Linked DNA regions of Mus musculus: region 2 is linked to region 1. The links are chromatin contacts, called in public HiChIP or PLAC-seq maps. All regions are on one chromosome and are shown on one strand. Each heading gives the region's core, a stretch centred on a gene start, on an enhancer-like site or on the middle of the called end of the contact. The rest is flanking DNA. Distances are from core to core; before and after follow the strand shown.

Evidence for each region. HiChIP or PLAC-seq counts read pairs in DNA pulled down with a chosen protein or histone mark.
Region 2: a contact with region 1 is called in an H3K27ac HiChIP or PLAC-seq map of embryonic fibroblasts, with 53 read pairs. The contact joins the promoter of Col1a1 here to the enhancer-like site in region 1. A contact is called at or near these places in 15 of 39 promoter capture datasets (the 3T3-L1 cell line, 3T3-L1-derived adipocytes, HPC-7-derived erythroid cells and 8 more), 5 of 15 datasets of contacts at CTCF or cohesin (CD8 T cells, the NIH/3T3 cell line and embryonic stem cells), 105 of 484 Hi-C or Micro-C datasets (the 63-12 cell line, 8-cell embryo, the AML12 cell line and 64 more), 31 of 115 datasets of contacts at active chromatin or transcription factors (the NIH/3T3 cell line, acute myeloid leukemia, cardiomyocytes and 19 more) and 6 of 9 other capture datasets (adipose tissue, embryonic stem cells, embryonic tail and 3 more).

What each region holds. Positions count from the first base shown.
Region 1 is chr11:94,880,688-94,883,761 of GRCm38.p6, reverse strand. It overlaps A430060F13Rik. Among named protein-coding and RNA genes, the nearest start is that of Gm11544, 33 kb to the right of the region's middle. RefSeq lists an enhancer at 1-2,834. Within about 2 kb of position 1,476, at least 112 of the 459 cell types and tissues checked have an H3K27ac peak or open chromatin away from gene starts, as enhancers often do. A contact at or near this core is called in 3T3-L1-derived adipocytes, the C3H10T1/2 cell line, the MC3T3-E1 cell line and 24 more, where this site is marked.
Region 2 is chr11:94,934,596-94,937,669 of GRCm38.p6, reverse strand. It overlaps Col1a1 (collagen, type I, alpha 1), which reads right to left and starts at 1,446. Exons shown (of 51, transcript NM_007742.4): 1 at 1,226-1,446. The coding sequence starts at 1,301. It overlaps Gm46293 (a long non-coding RNA gene), which reads left to right and starts at 3,054. Exons shown (of 3, transcript XR_001780299.1): 1 at 3,054-3,074.

The DNA.
Region 1 (3,074 bases), core at 227-2,726:
TTTCAGTACGTGATAGGATGATGGTTCGTCAAAACTGAGATGTGAGACTTAGGGAGACTAGGGTGTATGTAGACCAGGGTGTGGCAAGTGTTAGGAGCAGGAGATGGAGTCCTGAGTCTGGCCGAGAGCGGGTCTTGTGCCAGGAACACTCACTAGCCACTAGCGAAGGAATATGCTCAGGTGGATCAAGTGGCAAAATTCCGGAAGGGAGGCTGCTGCTCACCACCCCAACACCCCAGGCGTTTGTTTGCGAGAATGGCTAGAAACAAGGCCTCTCTGCCTGGGGGCCCAACAATGAGATGAACCAAGAAAGCAAGCGCGCAAGGCGGGGAAGGCAGGGCTGGTCAAGGGAAAGGACTTTGTGTGGAAAAGGACTCTGTAAAAAGGAGGTACAGGAATGGACAGGGGCCAGTTAGAGGAAGAGACCTCAGAGATCTCATCCCTTCAGTCGGGACTCAGACAGTGAAGCCCCAGCCTGGAGACAGAGTGGGGCAGTGGGGTGGGGCTTTCTCTTCCTGGGGACCAGGGGTGGGGAGTCATACGTCAGCCGCCCCCAATTTCCACGCCACAGTGAGGGTGAGGCAGCCGAGGTCCCTCTTGCGAGGTCCCTCTTGCCTGAGCCATCTGCCCCTGGGGGGTGGGGGGTCCTGGCATCGAATGGGGTGGGGACAGGACTGCAGTCCCTCACCCTCCCTCCATTCACCACAGGGATAGGTAGGGGGCCCAGCAGCTTCAGGGTGGATTTGGTTCTCATTTTACTTTTGGCTCTACTGGTGGAAAAAAAAATCGAGGCGCTCCCCTCCGTGCATCTGAGGCAGAGGAGAGCATAGCGTGGCTTGGAGGCTGTCCTGGCTGGGAAGACGAGAGCGGGCGGGGCCTGGCTGGGGAGAGACTTCCCCCCTCCCGGTGAAGCCCCTGCCCTGCACCCTCTGCTTCTTCAACGTGGCTCTTTGGCCCCGGATTGAGCCTAGCCAGGAGTCCTGAGGGGGAGGGCCAGCCAGGGAGGAGGGAGGCACCAGGGTCAGCCTTTGCCAGAGCACCCTCCCTCTTTATACTCAATCGGGAGGGAGGACGATCTCTCAAAGGAGGCTTGACTTCTCCCAGGAGTCCTCAGAGAAACTGTACCGGGGGGGGGGGGGGGGGGGAAACCAGGGGTAGACAATGAAGTTTTCTCCTTATTGCAGGAATCCTGCCTAACAGTGAGGCTGCTGTGTGTCACAGTCACAGCCATCCCAAGAGTAGCATTAAGCAACCCATTTTATGGATGGGGTGGGTGATTGAGGTTCTCGAAGTCCCATCAACTATGCCCCATCAACTGCTATTAAGTCTCCCTCAGGCGAAGCAAGAGTTTGAACCCAGATACCGGGACTGTTTCCCAAAACGGATGCTTGGGACCCTTCCCCCTACCAACAAGGCTCTGGCGGAGCAGTCAGGGAGGGCACCTCCAAGGAGCTCAGCAGACACACTCTTCTTAGCCTGGCCACTCCTTTCTATGTCTGTGCTGTCCTCAGCCCCTTATTTGGTAGTGAGGTGTCTCAGAGATCTCTTCCATATGCCCTCCTGGGGGGGGGGGGAGAGGCAGCACCCCTCCCACATGCTCCATTTTCTCCGTGGCCTGCCCCAGCCCCCTCCCCAGCCTGCTGCAGAGAGGAGCCCAACCGCTTTCCCTGGAATCTGCTGCTTCGGCTTTCTGATGAGGCAGCATCTGGACTGCATTATGGGTTGAGGAGAAAACTGAGAGCAAAGAACACAGAGCTGGCCCCCAGCTCCTGTCTGCAGGAAGGGCTCTGTGCTCTTCAAGGGCCGCTCAGCCTTAGCCCTCATCTTCCTATCTCCCTAGAAAGTAGACACAAAATGTGCTCAGAAGAAGATGGCCTGGAAGGCAAGACCAGACCTTTGCAGAGCTCTGTTCAAAACTGTTCATCTTACTAACTCTTCCTATGGCAGAGGAGACTAAGGTCCAGAGAAGAGCAGTAACTTTCCCGGGTCACACTGGGAGCCACAAGAACCAAGACCAGGCTTAGGAGCCTTCCATGCATACACGTGGCCAAGTCAAAGCAAGGACCCAACGAGCTGAATGTTTCCCCTGCAGGAGGATTCTGAGTTCATCCCCAAGAGCTGAAGTGACCCAGGAAAGGTTCAAGAGAACTGGCAGGGATCAGCCTTCGTTCTCCTAGGTCTGGATATTCTTGCTTTCTAAGCCCCACTTTTTGCCCAGGTGCCACATTCCCCTGGCGCCCCATTCCTGAGGTTGGCTAAGACTTGGGGTGGGGACCTGCTGGTCCTTCCCGAAGCTCTTCCCCTGCCTAGCCCCAGCTCCAGACGTGGCAGGGTGAGAGCATTGAGTGGTTTCTTTGCTCCCTCCCAAGTGCTGTGCTGGCGGCTCCCGAAATAAAAATCGAATGTGAGCTTGGCAGAGGGAGGGAGCGGGTGGGAGAAGCTGCCGCCGCCGCCGCATGCTGGCCCCTGCCGCCGCCGCCGCAGCATGCTGGCCCTTCATTCTTTCCGTTGTAACTTCACCTCCTAACCTCTGGCATTTTAATTATGTCTCCTACTCGCTGGCTGTGCCTGGGCCCGCTTGTGAGCTCACCCTTTCCTCTAGCAGGGGAGGGAGGGGGCAGTTGCTGAGGTCTTGGACCCCCAGCTTCCAGCCTCTTTCCTGGAAGCTGACTGGCCTCCAGCTCCCCACTGCCTTTGTATCCCCTGGAAGAGCCTTGGGAGGGCGATCTAACTCCCAGGCATTCAGCCTGGCGTCTCTCTGGTCCTTTGTATGACTCATTCCGTCTTCACACCATTTAATGGAGGCCGAGGTCTAAGGGGTGGTGTGACAGGTTTATTACCCTGTTTCATGGCCGGCTCAGCCTCAATTGGATTATGAGCTGCAGAGCTGAGCCTAGGAAGAGGGGCTGGGATAGCCCAGGCTTGACATTTCTTCACATCTACACAGGAGAGCGGAGAATGTAGCTCAGTGTGTAGAGTGGTAGGTAGCCTAGCATACTTAAAGCCTGGGCTTCTTCCTCAGTGTTGCATGATCAACAGGATCAGAAGCACAAGGTTATCCTCTGCTACAAGAG
Region 2 (3,074 bases), core at 197-2,696, 54 kb before region 1:
GTTCTCAGGAATTTAAACAAAGCTCTAGACTGGGGTTTCTTCCAAACAACTTCAGCCCACGCGCGCGGGAACCAAATGAAATAAAAAAGCCTGCTGAAGGAGAGTAGGAGGGCTCCTACGCAGTAGGTGGGGGCTCGTGGGACGTGGTTTGCGCGGAGACAGGAGGCGGGGGTGGGAGGAGAGAAGGGGAAATTCAGCCCTGGTCCCACCTCCTTTCCCGGGGCAGGTGGGGCGGAATGGGCGGGGCTACAATGTGGAGGGGCTGATTTCAGTGGAGCCCTGTCCAGTGTAGTAAAATGTATCCCTAAAGTTAGATACATCCCAATTTCCAGCTCCCAGGAATCTTGAAAACTTGCTAACTAGACAAGCCGGGTCCTTCAAAGCCAGTAGTGCTTTGGAATCTCCTTAGCCAAAGAAGTCAAGTCTACAAATAGTAATGATGAGTTAACCACGCCCACCGCTCCAGGACCTGATCAAGGCAACCACTAGGTGGCGGGCAAAACTAAGCAATGCAGGGGCGGACCGACTTTTACTCGGCCTGGGTCACTTCTTTCAAAGACCAGAGCTACCCCATCCATCCCTGCTTTTATTTTCCTAGTCTGGAGATGAGGGTCCGCAATAACCCAGGTTTTCCTTCTCAGCCTGTGCGCTGTAAAGTGCTGTACCAGGACTCGTAGTGCTCTCGGCTGGCCAGCAGGAGGCACAGGGACCGCGCCCAGTCAAGTCCTAGCCAAACTTTCTCATCCAGCAACCCGCCCTCTCCGTGCGTCCCCTCCCCCCCCCCCGAGAGCCCAGCACCCCGGAGGCCCCAGCAACACTGTCTAGCCTGCAGAGAGGGCAAACAATCTTTCCTTATGAATCATCCCGCAGCCTTTTTGATAGCTTTTACATCTTGAGCTCCGAATCTCTATTCCAGAGGCCTTATTTCATTTTCGACGTACTCTGCCCCAACCCGTGTCCAGATTCCCACTTTTCCTGTTGTGCTACAGATGGGTGCTTGAAATTTCTTCCTGGGCCATCTCATGCAAGGCTCCACTTCTGAGAACTGCTCCCCCTCATCTGCTCAACAGGGTGACCTCTCTCATCCCGTTTCCTCTCCATCACCGTCCCATCCCTGCCTCTGGAGCAGCCCTGCACCTCCATTTAAGTCTTATCTGCTAGGACCCCTCTATACAGAACGCAATACCAAGAAGCTGTAGTAAACTCCCCAGAGTTTGGAACTTACTGTCTTCTTGGCCATGCGTCAGGAGGGCAGTGGCCCCTAAGAGGAGCAGGAGCCGGAGGTCCACAAAGCTGAACATGTCTAGACCCTAGACATGTAGACTCTTTGCGGCTGGGGTGGGGGGTTAGCTTCGGCTCATGCGTGGCCTCACTCCGCGTGCCTCCTGCTCCGTCCCGAGGAGAAACTCCCGTCTGCTCCGACGACTGGCCTGGGCCCCTTTTATACCATCTTGATGGAGAGCTGGGAGGAACCCTGCCTCTCGGAGAGGGGGAGCCAGCAGCCCGGCCCCCAGCCAATCAGAACTGCCTGGCCCGGCCCCCAATTTGGAACGAAGAGGGGGGAGGAGGGAAAGGAAGGGAAAGGAGTCCACCCAGCGCCCCCCCTCCCGCAACTCTGCCGCCCTTGCCCCCCAGATCTACATGGGCCAGAGGTGCTGTCACTGGAGTGTGGCTGGGCCCTCAGTATACTGAGTGTGGGTAGAGAATACCCCTTGTACTTTCTTTCTGGGACTTCAAATCAGAAGGATGTAGAACTGAGAATCTGAGTTGGGAAACACTACAAAGGGATCAGTGTCAGGAATAATTGGGAAAAGGTCCTCCTGGCCATGCCTAGTAATCTTTCAGGCATCCTGGGGAAGAACTAAGGAATAAGTTAGATTAATCTGATTAGAACCTATCAGCTAAGCAGATGTGCCTGTTGGAGGGAGGGGATCACCTCATGGTGTGGACCCAGGAATGGAGGGTAGGAATATTTGTGAACAGTTATACATCTCTTCACAGATACTAAGAGTCAGATATGTGGTGGTTTGAAAGGAAGGGGGTGCCTATCTGTTCTGCCATGCCAGACACACCTTTCTAATAAATAACAGCTCTGAGGCTGAGGCTTGGGGAGACCTTTGACATCCTTGTCCTTCCAGAAGAATGCTTATGCATTAAGTGATGAGCAGCAGTGTGGGCAGGGGGCTTTCTGGGTCCTCAAAGCTGGGGCCTGGGGCATGTTGTATAAATTCTTCTCTGACCTCCTCCATCCCAGCACTGGGATGTGAGTTTGTTGCAGGAAGCCTGTGACCAGGGATGTTTTAGAAAAAGGTCTTGTGTCAGCTGTGGCCACAGCCAGAGATTTGTTAGAGGCCCTCTTATGTAGCAATATCAATGCAGAATGAACAGGTAGAAGGTACTTGGCCATAGAGGGGTGTTCTCAAAGCTACAGAGAGCCCTCTTTTCTAATTGTACTTGGATGTGGTCTGGGGACACCTAGGTGAACTCAGTGTGTGGCAGAAACTTGTGTTTGGTAGCTGAGGGACTTTATTTAATGGTTTCTTCCCATGTCCTCACTTCTTTGCTGAAAATCTTGGCCATTGCTCCCCACCTCTGCCGTCAGGAAAGGGTCATCTGTAGTCCCCCAAGAACAGCAGCTTATATTTAAAGTTGTCGCTAAAAGACAGTGTCCGTTCTTCCCCGGTGCTCCCTGCACCCTGCAAAGGTGCTCTGTCCAATCTGCTTAGGAACTTCATCTTGTCAAACTGTGTGGGTGGTGTGGGAAGGCACTGGGGTCTCCTTGCAGGGCCCATAGACATCCTGTATCACTTCCCCCACCGGCTTCTTTAGAGCTGTAAACGTGGAAGCAGGGAGTCCCGCCTCCTCCAAACCATCCAAGATTCCATTGCTCCCCCCCCCCCCTTCACGCCCTCCCTGAGCTAGTTTTGTGCAACGAAGGCAAAGGGAAAAAAAAAAAAGACCAAGGGAACAGAAGGGGAGGGAGCCACGTCGCTGGCCGTGGGCAGCTAGGCCGAGCAGTGCGGGTGGGGTGGCGGAGGGAGACTGCAGGGGCTATAATTAAAGGGAAAATATAG